2 separate regions of the Bos taurus genome follow, and region 1 is linked to region 2. The links are chromatin contacts, called in public Hi-C maps. All regions are on one chromosome and are shown on one strand. The core of a region is the stretch at or near the end of the contact, and the rest is flanking DNA. Distances in the headings are between cores, read along the strand shown. Region 1 overlaps IQGAP2 (IQ motif containing GTPase activating protein 2). Region 2 overlaps LOC101904831 (a long non-coding RNA gene).

The links. Hi-C and Micro-C count contacts between places; a contact is called where the count stands out from the background.
Region 1: a Hi-C map of liver shows a contact between it and region 2, with 4 times the contacts expected there. The contact joins two enhancer-like sites.

Annotation. Positions count from the first base shown.
Region 1 is chr10:7,791,918-7,798,338 of ARS-UCD2.0, reverse strand. It overlaps IQGAP2 (IQ motif containing GTPase activating protein 2), which reads right to left. Exons shown (of 35, transcript XM_059890756.1): 4 at 2,346-2,423. Among named protein-coding and RNA genes, the nearest start is that of F2RL2, 59 kb to the left of the region's middle. Within about 2 kb of position 1,483, at least 4 of the 102 cell types and tissues checked have an H3K27ac peak or open chromatin away from gene starts, as enhancers often do. A contact at or near this core is called in liver, where this site is marked.
Region 2 is chr10:7,616,171-7,623,189 of ARS-UCD2.0, reverse strand. LOC101904831 (a long non-coding RNA gene) reads right to left here. Exons shown (of 3, transcript XR_809060.4): 3 at 6,656-7,019. Among named protein-coding and RNA genes, the nearest start is that of IQGAP2, 5.8 kb to the left of the region's middle. Within about 2 kb of position 2,954, at least 4 of the 102 cell types and tissues checked have an H3K27ac peak or open chromatin away from gene starts, as enhancers often do. A contact at or near this core is called in liver, where this site is marked.

The DNA.
Region 1 (6,421 bases), core at 234-2,733, 180 kb before region 2:
GATATGCTTTTTGAGCTTGAAACTAAAAACCTAATAAGAAACAGATTTCAGAATATGGCACCAAAAATGAATAATTAGGATTGAAGCTCCTAAGAGAAGCATATTGGCATTACTTGCTTTTGGTAAATATTTTATAAAATTTGACATAAAAACTAAAATTGCATACCATATGGTAGAACTTGACACTCAAGCACACTTTCTATTGGACACTGAAAGAAGCCAAGAGAAAAGCAAAGTTTCTTGAACTATAAAATGTATAGTCACTGAGTGCTTCAAGAAATATCTATAGTCTATGAAATTTCAAAGGTCTTTCTAAGTTTCCTTTAATACATTTGCTGTTAAAGTATCAATGGGAAGAGGATTCCCCATTTAGAATATGACCAGGTTTAAAAGTTCTACCAGGTAAGCAGATGACAACTGTAACTTCCCCTCTTCTTTAAACAAGAAACTTTTATACTGGTATCTCTCTTGGAAAACCATTATGAATATGTCTTCCTTTATCAAGGAGATGGGATCAACTTATAGTTCACCATTTTCTTCAGCATTGAAACCCCAGTGTGTAACATGAAGCTGAGCACAGAGTGGGCAGCTCATATTGATGCATGAAGGAATTTATTAATACATCTAAGTCAATTCAGTATACTGTTGGCTTCTCATTACTGCAATGTAATATATCACTGATTTCATAATAAACATCAGGATTAAAATAGAATCTGTTGCATGGATCACTTGTTTGGCTTAAAATCAAAATAAATGTGGCCAAAACACACACAACTTGAGAAGGTTTAAATCAAATCTTTCAAACATAATAAAATTATCCTAACTAACATATACAGCCTCATACAGAAAAACGGCATTTGAATTTCTTTCTTTTTTAATCTGGTTACCACTCAACACTCTGCTAATACTTACTAAATCACAATTTAGAAATATGAATTCTGTATGATAACCACTTCCCAGAAAGGTATAGCATTCAATGTTCTCAACATTTTAGGAGAGGGGAAAGTAGTTTAATTAAAAATGGCAAAATAAAATAGATCAACATTGACCATTGCAAGATAAAATGAACTGAGTTAAAACAGGTATTGGCACAAATGTATTAAAAATAGGCATTCATAAGGAATTCTTTGTTTTTATTGTGGGGGTGTTTTTAATTGCAAACCTGGATTAATACTAAAAACAACACAGGCCTAAATAAGTCAGTAGTCTATCCCCTTGCTGGACCATTTTTAAATAATTTCTTTAAAATAGCTGGACTTACTAAGTAAGCAGTTCAAAAAGGGGAGCTACTGATACACATGGAAACCTTACGGATGGCAAGGGCATTATGCTTAGTGAAAAAGTCAGTCTCAAAAGGTTACCTACCGTATGATTCCATTTCTATAACATTCTCAAAATGACAAAACTATAGAGATGAGAACAGATTAGGGGCCTGCCAGGGGACAGCGCTGGAGAAGGGAAGTGAGGTAGAGGCCAGCCTCTCTGCAGCATCTGTATCTTGATTCTGGTAGAGGTCACAGAAGTCTGTTCATGGATTGAACTACACCCACACGCGCGCGCGCACACACACACACACACACACACACACACACACACACACACACACATGAATGCTCACTGGTGAACACTGAACAAAGTCTGAGTCTAGTTAACATTCATACGCCAACGCCAATTTAATTCTGTACTACAGTTATGAGATGTCACCATGAGGGGAACCTGAATGAAGTTTACACAAAGATGTACTATTTTTGCAACTTCCTGTGATGGTAAAATTATTTCAAAATCAGAAGTTTAAGAAATAGCTCTACAATTTCTATCACATGTAATTATTTTCTCATCTCCTCTACTTGTCTAATCTGTCTCACAGGTATAAGGGCATCTGCTCTTTGAATTTAACAAGTTCTGAATATTTGCAGAATGAGTTTTATTTGGGAGATCTATTTTAGGAGTAAGAGCTCTGACTCGCTAGCCATTAAACTTTAAAGTGATACTATAATTTATAATAATATTTACTTAAATTTATAATGATACAATATATAACAATGCAAAGAGACTTGGAATCTTAGGTATAAATAGCAATACAAAAGAGGGAGATGGTGCTTCTAAATTAATTATCTACCAGGTAAAGCTGTTCTGACCTTGCTGAACTTTACCTAGCTGCTCCCAACCTGAACTCTTGCCATATGTTACTTTACGCGTGCTTTTCCATGTATTTGTTTAGTTCTCACATTTCTCGCTCCCGAGGCAATGAGGGCATCTGCAGCGTTAAGATACCCCATTCTGCGAGCCCCCTCCCACAGTGAGGTGTCCGTGCCAGCCCTGCTGTCTTCCCAGTCCAAGCTTACCTTGGGTAGACCGATGGACTCCATGGCTCTTAACCACTGCACGGTGTTATCTGTGTGCCGAAAGTGAAGGCCCGACTTCTGATGGGGCGGAGAAGAGGGGAGCACACAAAAAGGAGGTAAGAAAGTGGCCACTGCTTCCATTAGCAGGACGCTTTCAATTCTGTTTCTCCTAGAACAGTGCCATGAACGCTCACATAAAGCAACCCGTAAAGGAGATGAGACTTTCTCAGCAACACTCCAACCATTTGGGACGGACCAGTCCAGTCTCCAGAATTCACACGTTTGAGGTAATTCTGAACTAGACTCCCAAAGACCATTTACTGTCTAGCACGCCTAAGGATGTTTTATGAGACGTGTGCACATGCATGAGCACATGTGTGTGCCCACACACACACACACTCAGTGTCAAGACTGTGGCAACCAAGGTTGAGGGCAATAGTAACTTCTGGAAAAAAAGGATTTTTACAAGACTAGATGTCTTTTTTTGTGTGTGGTTTCTGGTTCTGCCAGATCACAACTGTAATATGATTTCTGTTTAAAAAAAAAAAAAACTGGAAAATATAGAAAAATACAAAGATGAAAACAAAAAAACACTCCATGATTCAGAGCTAATTTTAGTATTTATTCCTTCTATAATTTAATGCTAACCTTGGCCTTGTACAATAAGCAAACTTTCAGTGGAAATATTTTACAAGACCTTTTTCTACCCATATAATAAAAGGCTCCATTTTCCATTCCTACAGTTCTAATTAGCCAGCCATTATTGTCTACACAGTCTATAAATAAAATATTCTTGCTGCTATCTTATGAAGTTTTATCAGGTATATACTGCTGACAGCTTTAAAATAATCATATATTTCATTAGTTAAATGTATACCATAATGTTATATATCGTATTTTTCACTTTGAATAAAAGGAAAAGTAAGTACAGCAAGTTTCATCATAATTAACTCCCAATGGTGTATTATCACATTCACAAAGTCTAGCTCTTCCCATATTCTGTGAGCTTCTACAATCTAATGGTTGATTTAACAAAAACTATTTTTCTTGCTGTTAGAAATTATAAAGCATAAGAAAATTAAAATTTTGCAAATATTTATACGTTTTTGATAGTGGCCATTATTTACTGAGATTGGACTGTGTGTGTCAAGCACTTTACATAAATTATCTCTAATTTTCCAAATACTCTGCAGCGTAGTTATTATTCCCACCTTTTTGAGAGATGAGGAACCCTAGGCAACAAAGATGAAGTGATTTGCCTAAAGTCAAACATCTGTTGAGGGGCTGAGCTGGGATTCAAGATGAAATCTCTGTGGATCTGAACACCTTCCCCATGCCATAACCCGCCAAGGGCAGAGCACAGGACCTGATGACCAGGGGATTACTCTTCAGAGGAAAGAAATTAGCTAACCACTGTGAAATAACTAGAGGGAGGCGAGAGGATCTGAAGGGCATGCAGAGAAGAAAGGAAAAGGCGGGGAGGGGAAGAGAGGGAGGGGGAAGGGCATGCGAAGAGAGGAAAAGCATAGGGAGAGAATTCACAGCCATGAGGTAGTGTCTGAGGCTAACTCAGCATCAGCAACGTTTGTGGAACACAAACGGTTCTCAGACACGGCCACTCTGTGAACATGGAGGCCAAAATGGAGACAATCCTCAATCATGTCAGGGCTGAGGACCCTCAACACCATAAAGTGACTAACATAGTCCTCTTCCAAATAAGACGGGTGACTTATTTCTTGACTATGGCAATCTGGCCCCCAGTGAATATTCTCACCTCCTAAAAATTAAGACACCAAATTGATCCTACTTGCTGATAACACCATTAGTATTGGGCTTCCCTGGTGGCTCAGTTGGTAAAGAATCCACCTGCAATGCAGGAGATACCAGTTCGATTCCTATGTCGGGAAGATCTGCTGGAGAAGGTATGAACTACCCACTCTAGTATTCTTGGGCTTCCCTGGTGGCTCAGCTGGTAAAGAATTCGCCTGCAATGTGGGAGACCCTGGTTCGATTCCTGGGTTGGGAAGATCCGCTGGAGAAGGGATGGGCTACCCACTCCAGTATTCTTGGGCTTCCCTGGTGGCTCAGCTGGTAAAGAATCCGCTTGCAATGCGGGCGACCTGGGTTCAATCCCTGGATTGGGAAGATCTCTTGCAGAAGGGAAAGGCTACCCACTCCAGTATTCTGGCCTGGAGAATTTCATGGACTGTATAGTCCATGGGGTCACAAAGAGTCAGACACGACTGAGCGACTTTCACATTTTAGACTTCCCTGGTGGCTCAGATGGTAAAGAGTCTGCTTGCAATGTGGGAGACTGGAGTTTGATCCCTGGGTCGGGAAGATCCCCTGGAGAAGGAGATGGCAACCCACTCCAGTATTCTTGCCTGGAGAATCCCACGGACAGAGGAGTCTAGCAGGCTACAGTCCATGGGGTCGCAAAGAGTCAGACAAGACTGAGTGACTTCACTTTCACTTTCCTGGTAACACCCCAAAGATAACTGGTTCTTGCTTCCTAAATCCTTATTAGAATCGCTCAGTACAAGTTCAAATCTCTACTAAACTCCTATTTCCTCTTTCTTACAGCTCCACGGGTATGCCTTTTTTCTTGGCCTTTTTTCTGAGTTTAAATAAATATAGTTTTGTTTGACCCTAGGTTGGTTTCTGAGAATCTTTGGTTGATAGCCTTGAACAATCCAAATTATGCAATAAAAACATCCCATCCATTTAGTGGTGTCATTAGTTAGGTAACCTCAGGAAAGTTCCAAGTGTCTTTGAACCTTGGTTCCTCAGCCACAAAATGGGAATGGTATGTTTCTTTGGGTTGAGGAATTTCATGAGATTATACATGGAACACTCGGTTGCAAAGTACACCTAAGAATGCAATAAATGTTGGTTATGGTAATTATTACGCTGTGAGACTGGGCTTTAAACTTTATTCACCTTTAAGGTCAAAAAAAGTTCAGTGCTTCATGTAAGAGGCACTGAAGGAAAGGGTGGTTATCTTGGTCATATTTCTATAGAAAATGACATGACAGGTTTCAAATCCTTCACCTACTTTAAACACCTGAGGAATGCTGACTTCAGAACCCTATGCTCCCTATCTGCAAATTTTAGAAGTAAGCTTCAGTGAGTGAACTATATTAACATCTTCAATCTATAGATTTACTTCAGTTAGAACCAAAAAAGGTCTTCTAAAGAGGCTCCAAATAAACTTAGTCCATTATAAACATTTATAGTTTGTCTTTTCAGCAATCCCACACTAACATTAATATGTTAGACTAGGTGCTACATCTATAGTCATACTTAGTCAAGGGTTGTTATGGTTGGTCTACCTAATTTCTTTCAGGTATTAGACTAGAAAGGACATGCTGATTTTCTATTGCTGAGCTACTATAGCACCAGCAAACAAGATTACTGCAGTTTAAATTGAATAGATGAGGTATTATGTAAGCCTTCTGTGGATGGTAACTTCTTATATATTAGGATCAAGGCAATTCAGAACTATGAAGTAGTTTGAAACCAGTAATTATTCTAATTTGCTCATTTTATACAGGAAGAAACTGAGGGCCCAAGTATTTAAGACATTCGAGTTGACCTAACTTGTCGAGCTCAGGGTCAAGATCAGGTTGCAGAATTCCCTGACTCCTAGTCCAAATATTCTGGTCAATTTACTGCTCACGGAGCCTCAGAGCAAACAAACACCGTCTGTAGCAGTTACAGGGTGCTCACCTCTATCAGGCGGGCACTGGGCTGAGCGCCTGGCATAGATGATCACATTTGTTCCTCCCAATTTCTCTACAAGGTTGATGCTGTTAGTATTTTCCCACTTTCATCTCAGGAAGCTGAAGCTCGCCGAGTCAAAGTCAGTGGTGAAGCCAGATTCTGAAGTGTTTTGGTTCTGCAGCTCATACTCCTGACCACTGTGTATGCTTTCCCTGTCTAAGGCTCACCTAAACGTTCAATGAGCATTTGTTACAAATCTGGACAGCTGTCAATGCACTGTCCAGAATGATACTGCTGTGTGGCTTATCAGACTGAATTCTCTCCAAGGAACGCCCCCTTCTTCTTCCACTCCT
Region 2 (7,019 bases), core at 1,705-4,204:
TCAGCTCTTCTCTGAAGGCTCTGGGGAGGTTTCAAAGCTCTGTCATGGCTAACGTTTCTATGGAAAACTTAATGCTAAGAAGAAATTGTAAAAGCAAATGCTCTTGATTTTTTTTGCAAGTGCTGAAATTAGTCTTTTGGATTTCAGTCTGCGTTCACTGGGTAACAGTACTATCTCACAGATCGCTTCTCTGCAGTATCTCAGGAAAGAAACCTTGTCTGCAGAATTCTGGGCTATTTTCTCTTAGGGTTTGACCCTGGAGGAGAGTGATTCAAATAAACACAAGGCAAAGTGCCGGCTTACTTTGCCATCTGACTATGCTTACGCAAATATTAAAACAAAACTGAGGCCATCTAATGAAAAATGTTTTTTTAATAAACCAAGAAGAGTTTTTTCTTTCATGTAAAACAAAAGATGACACTGGAAAACTACTAGACCTGGTAAAACAATTTTTTAAGCCTATTATTTTATTTTTCGAAATATTTTTTATTTACTCATTTGGCAGTGCTGGGTCTTAGTTGCAGCACATGGGATCTTCAGTCTTTGTTGAGGCATGCAGGATCTAGTTCCCTGTCCAGGGATCGAACCCAGGCCCTTTGTATTGGGAGCCAGCGTCTTAGTCACTGGACAACCAGGGAAGTCTCAACATTATTTTAAAAATGATTGTTTTCAGAGGCCATCTGTCTCAGGAGTAGTTGAAATGAGTTATCTGGAAAAAAAAATGCAACTTTGTTTTTATAACAAAACAGACTATTCACATCAAGAGCATCAAACAGGATTTTAAAAGTATTTTTGAATAAAGATCATGGCATTTAACATTCCAGCCACCTTTGAAATGATCTGGTCATTTTCCAATAATATCATGTTATGGATCATTTTAACATTTTTACCGAATAGTGACCAATGTGTTTTCAAAAGCATCACCCAAAGAAGTAAGTCATGAAGAAATGACAGGAAAGAAATCATTCCAGCCTTTCTCAAAGTCCTAGAAGACTTTGGGTTGTTAAAATTTTCTAACTTATTCCCTGTCCCAGAAAAAGATGCTTAGCAGGAGCAGGATCTGCGTTTTATTGCAAAAGAGACCTCTGTACCTAAAAAGGGAATGTTACAGTCCAAATTAGATTTCAAAAAAGAAGAAGAAGAATATGAACAGAAATAAGTGTAACAGCCAGTGTTTCAGTTCTCAAAAACAAAAGCCTGGTAGTAGTATCAGGGTAGGGGATAACTGTAGAACAGGTGGCCTCTACGCATCATTTTATGGCCAAGGAAACAGAGAGGCATAGAAAAGTTGCATGGTTTCCACAGAAGAAAAGAAGCTTAGTGACAAGTCAAGTCTTCTGACAGTCTCTGTCCATTGCCTGACTCTTACATCCCTTTGTGGAACACAGTCTTAATTGGCAGATGAGAGGCAGGTAAACTTCTAGCTGACCTAGGAGAGCTTGGCCATTTTGAAAGAAGCTTGACTATCAGAGAATGAACATGAAGATACCCATTGTGTTACTAACCTGGACTCTTGGATTCTTGAATCAATAGAGACCGATAAGAGGCCATATGAGAAATTCAGGCAAGGCTTTGTTGGGACTCATGCTGCAGCAAGAGAGAACGAAAACCAAAAACAGGTGCCCTTGTTCATAGCGCTACCTGAGGAGGGTGGGGTGGTTCCTTAAAATGCGATGAGGGCAGGGGCGGATTGGTAGATCAGGCGGAAAAGGGTGGTTTGGGTGGTCTGCCTACTGCCTTGGTGGAGCTGTGTGCAGGGATCATGCACGGTACCCTGCTTTTGCTCATGGCGCCTCGGAAATGGCACTTGGCCTTTTTGCCTCTTATTGTTCATAACTGTCCCGGCCATGCGTGCATGCAGGTTTTTCCAGCCCCTCATTATTTCTTTGCATTCTGTTGCTCTAGGAGATGTTTGTCCAGGACATTTGACCCTCCAGTAAAGGGTCCCAGGTCGCATCCTGTCTCAATTAGGTGACAAAATGATAAAGTATAACAAATGTGGAGAGTTAGGAGTTCTCATATGATGTTGGGAGAAGTGTCCTTTGGGTAATTATTTCTAGGTATAAGCTGGTCCTCTCTGGTTAAAGAGGTACATTTTGTGAAATCCAGCAATTCCATGTCTACTAAGATCCTTTAGAGAAACTCCCACATACAGGGAAACATATACAAAATGGTCATTCCAGGGAAAAACAGCCTAAAGGTCATCTAGTGGCAGAATAAATACATTGTGACACATAAAAATAGCAAATGATAAACATGTGATGCCAATTATATGCAGTTAACAAACATACAAAATAACATTACATAATAGACATAGAGACATATGCCTTTGGTAAAAGTATAACAAATGTACACACAAAATATGCCAATTTTAGAATAGCAATAACTTCTGAGAAATTAGGGAAAGGGATGGAAGCTGAAAAGGTAGACAAGGAACATCAAATATATATATTACATTTAATTTCCTTTTAAAACACTGAAGCAAAAATGGCATTTGTTGTATCCAGGTGGTATGTATGCACCTTCTTAATGTATTAAATTAAAACATTAAAATCTCTCTCTGTGTTTGGAATGCTTTTCAAGATATTTTTTTAAAAAGAAACAAGCATTTTGTTAGTAGAGTCAAATAGAATTAATGTCTTTGTCGGTTTACTGCTTTTTGAAATTCAGCTTAATTTTCTTGAGTAAGGCAAATCTATACTACTTCAAAATAAAGCCTCATTGAGATAAACCTTTTGATGATGGCAATCTGAATAAACAAACACACATATCCTTCAAGAAAGGTACTTATTATCTGGGTAAGGGATTGTGGCTCCCACCCCAAAACTCAGCTGCCCCCTAAGGCGCTGCTGGGACCCACTTCCTGGTGACCAGCTTCTCCATTTGAGGACTGGTTAATGACTCCTGGTCTTCCGGTTCAAACAGAACAAGGGACAGCTCTTGCCTTCATGAATGGGGGGAGGGTTGACCCTAGGTCTGGTCTGTTGTGTAAGCAGAAATTGCCACACTTTGACAAAGCACTGCTTAAATATTTTGGTGGGGCGGCCTCCACTTTAAAGTTTTTGAGGAGGGTTGGGGGGGGATTAGTCAACCAGCTGCTAAAGCTCAGTTACTCAGCTTGTTAAGAGTTAACTTCACATCTGGATCTAGTCAGTGTGAGGCTGAGTGCAAAAGCCAACAGAGAACCAAGGAATACCATAGCAAGGGAGGCAGACATGACCAGCGCCTGCCTTTTGTCATAAATACAACTGTCACCTCAAGCTCAGCAGGTAAAAAATCAGAATCACCCAATTCCGTGTCTCCCCCCATCTACCAATGGGTCTTTTCTCTTTCTACCTTCCTCTGTTAATACAAACATTTCCAGTCACTTAGATTTTTGAAGTTTTGATCTCCATCATTTTGGATTCCTCCAGGATCACAGCTCAGTATCCAGTTAGGCACTAAGGTGTGATGTTTTGTGTGTGTGAATATCTCTCTTGCTTATTAATGCATCTTCATTTTTTTTTTATTCACATAGTCACCACTACCACTCCACTTTGGTGCAATCTCTCAGCTGGGCTGTATCGATGGCTAGTCCTGCATCAGTTTTTTTCCTTCTTGCAATTTAACTTCATTTTTTCCCCTTCCTCTAAATTCCTATATCAAATATTTTTATTTGTACTCTCCTTTGAGCCTTTAGCAAATGCTACTCTAGTCACTATTTATGTTTTTATTGTTGTCTTGATTAAAAAAAAAAAAAGTTAGCACTTGGGAAACCCAGATTTCAACTTTAGTTCCCAAATAGTAAATGAAAGAAGTAACCCCGGAGGGCTGAAGATAGCAGTGTGGAAAGTTATAGCTGTTGAAAGTCTGCTGATTTTCCAGGTGTTTAATTCCAAGCTGGGATTTTTTTTTTTTTTTTCCTAGAGACTTTGACAGTCTAAAAATTGAGAGCTTTCATGGAGGTGGAATTTGACCTTTGTCTAACATGAAGCTTTTGACCTTTTGAACACAGTAGGTGTTCACAGTAGACAATCACAGTAGAAATCTATTTGGTTCTGGGCAAGTGCTGACATCAACAAATAGGGTCTGCCTACTACACATAAAGATTATCATATGATCTCTACAGTTTCTAAGCCGTGTCAGTAAAACCAGCTAGCTGGGGAAGGCTTCTGAAATCAGTTGGCTCTGGCTGCTATAACAAAATACCATAGACCAGGAGGTTTAAACAACAAACCTTGTTTCTCACGCTTCTAGAGGCTGGGAAATTCAAGATCAAGGTGCCAGCTGATTTGGTTCCTGACGAGAGGCTTCTTCCTGGTTGACAGACGGCCATCTTCCCATTAGGTCCTCACGTGGCCCTTTGGAACATGAGTGCAGGGAGGGGGCGGGGGAGAGGGAGAGACAGGAGGGAGAGATTTCCTGCAGCTTCCTTTTCAGCAGGGCATTAATCCCATCATGAGTTGTTATTGTTCAGTCACTCAGTCATGTTGACTCTTTGCTACCCCGTGGACTGCAACACACCAGGCTTCCCTGTCCTTCACCAACTCCCGAAGCTTGCTTAAACTCATGTCCATTGAGTCGGTGATGCCATCCAACCATCTCAACCTCTGTTGTCTCCTTCTCCTCCTGCCTTCAATCTTTCCCAGCATCAAGGTCTTTTCCAGTGAGTTGGCTCTTCACATTAGGTGGCCAAAGTAGTGGAATTCAGCCTCAGCATCAGTCCCTCCAATGAATATTCAGGACTGATTTCCTTTAGGATTGATGGTTGGATCTCCTTGTAGTCCAAGGGACTCTCAAGAGTCTTCTCCAACACCACAGTTCAAAAGCATCAATTCTTTGGTGCTCAACCTTCTTTATGGTCCAACTCTCACATCCATACATGACCACTGGAAAAACCATAGCTTTGACTAGACGGACCTTTGTCAGCAAAGTAATGTCTCTGTCTCTTAATACGCTGTCTCAGTTGGTCATAGCTTTTCTTCCAAGGAGCAAGTGTCTTTTAATTTCATGGCTGCAGTCATCATCTGCAGTGATTTTGGAGCCCAAGAAAATAAAGTCTGTCACTGTTCCCATCATGAGAGCCCACCTAATTTAACTCTAATTTCCTCCTTGCTTCCAGGTTGCTCAGTGGTAAAGAATCTGTCCGCCAATGCAGGAGACCCAAGAAAAGCAGGTTGGATCCCTGTGTTGGGAAGATCCCATGGAGTAGGAAATGGCAACTCACTCCAGGATTCTTGGCTGGAAAATCCCATGGACAGTGGAGTCTGGCGGGCTCACTGAGTCAGACAGGACTGAGCATGGGCACGAATTTCCTCCTTAAAGGTCCCACCTCCAAATATCACCACTCCATCACATTGGGCTCCAACTAACGAATTTGGGGTATTGGACGGGAAGGACACATTCAGTTCATGGTACCTTTTTTCATTTTTCTAAAGTGTCTATAAGTATGTTGGAGTGTCACAGTTATTTTACCAGATCTCATCTTCTATAGTTTTGGGAGAATTTACTATGAAGGAAGACCACGTAGGCAGAGTTGAAGCTTAAGGCAGGAACCTCCCGCTGGTCAGCCACAAGGTCCAGTGGGGGAGGGGAGGGAAGGCAGGACAGTCACGACAAAAAACACTGCCTAATGTTCTGTCATTTTAAGCTCTGACTGTTCAGCATGAGGTTTCACAAAGCCCTCAGCCCTTCTCCCCAAGTGTTACACACACTCCAGTGGTGTTTATTTAAATTATCTTAAGGTGAATTTAAATTGTTTTTACTTTGAGAGTGAATTCTACAGACACTTGAAAGAATTAAGGACATTCTTAGCAGCAAAATTAAACAAAATAGACAGAGTTAGGAATTTATCTTCTGCAAACTATAACGTTAACTTCAAGTGTCTTTTTTAAATGTGGTGAATTAAGCTCTTCTGAACGTCTGGAGTTTATATCTTCTCAGAATATCTGTTAATTAGTATAAACTTGAGTTCTAAAATAATGTTTCCTTGAAATTACGTGAGGTGCTTTGCAAAGAAGAAAGAAAGCAGTTAGCTGCCTCTAGCTAGAAATGCTTTGGAGAGAAGGATCTGTCCAGTAGGTGAAGAGCCCTTTTCAAATAACCAACAAAACCTTTGATGACAAAATTTTTCAAAATTTAGCCCCAATTCTCATGCAAATCCATTCCAACATTACCAAACATGTACCTAGGATGGTAAACTTCTCATGGACCAGAAGATCTGAGCTCATTTTAATTTTGTAACTTTTACATTAATTAGTTTGTAAACAAATTTACAAATACCTGTTTTAAATCTAAATGACTTTTTCAGTTTTCATTCTATTTTAACATTAGTAGGAATTTTTTCTAGTTCTTCTTTTTAGTGCTTCTCTATGATAATACAGATTTAATTCAGCTAAGCCTGGGTATCCACTCTGTGGCAGGGTCTTAAGCAGTTTTATAGTATTTGGCCTCAAAAATTGGGTTTTGGAATTTGACTCTTGTTAACTTCCCTTGATTGAGTTGTTCAGTCCCTTAAAAAAATCCCCAGGATATGGTGGCCAAGAGCCCACAAAGGGAAGAGGTCACACTTCCCCTCTCCTCCTCCTCTGTAACCTCACACCAGGAGGGCGCTGGCACCAATTCTTCTCCTATGATGCCTCTAGCAGGCTTCATTGGTGCCTCTGATGACGGTTCTATTTTAGAACATTTTTTAAAAAAAGAAAGAGAAGAGCTGATATATAAAGGTACTATTTCCAGGTAATTTTCATTTATTCTTCAAAGAGATTTTGGGTCTCTATGACTTGTGGCTCCTAAAAAAAATCATCTGTTGTTCTAGTTTAACAGCTCTTCAATTTTTTCCACTGCTTGTACACACGGTACTTGCATATAGGAGATGGCTAGATAGATGAGCTGTGATCAGTCGTGTCTGACTCTTGTGACTATAGCCCACCAGGCTTCTCTGTCCATGGAATTTTCCAGATAAGAATACTGAAGTGGGTTGCCATTTCCTTCTCCAGGGGATCTACCCAACCCAGGGATCTACCCAGCACAGGGATCGA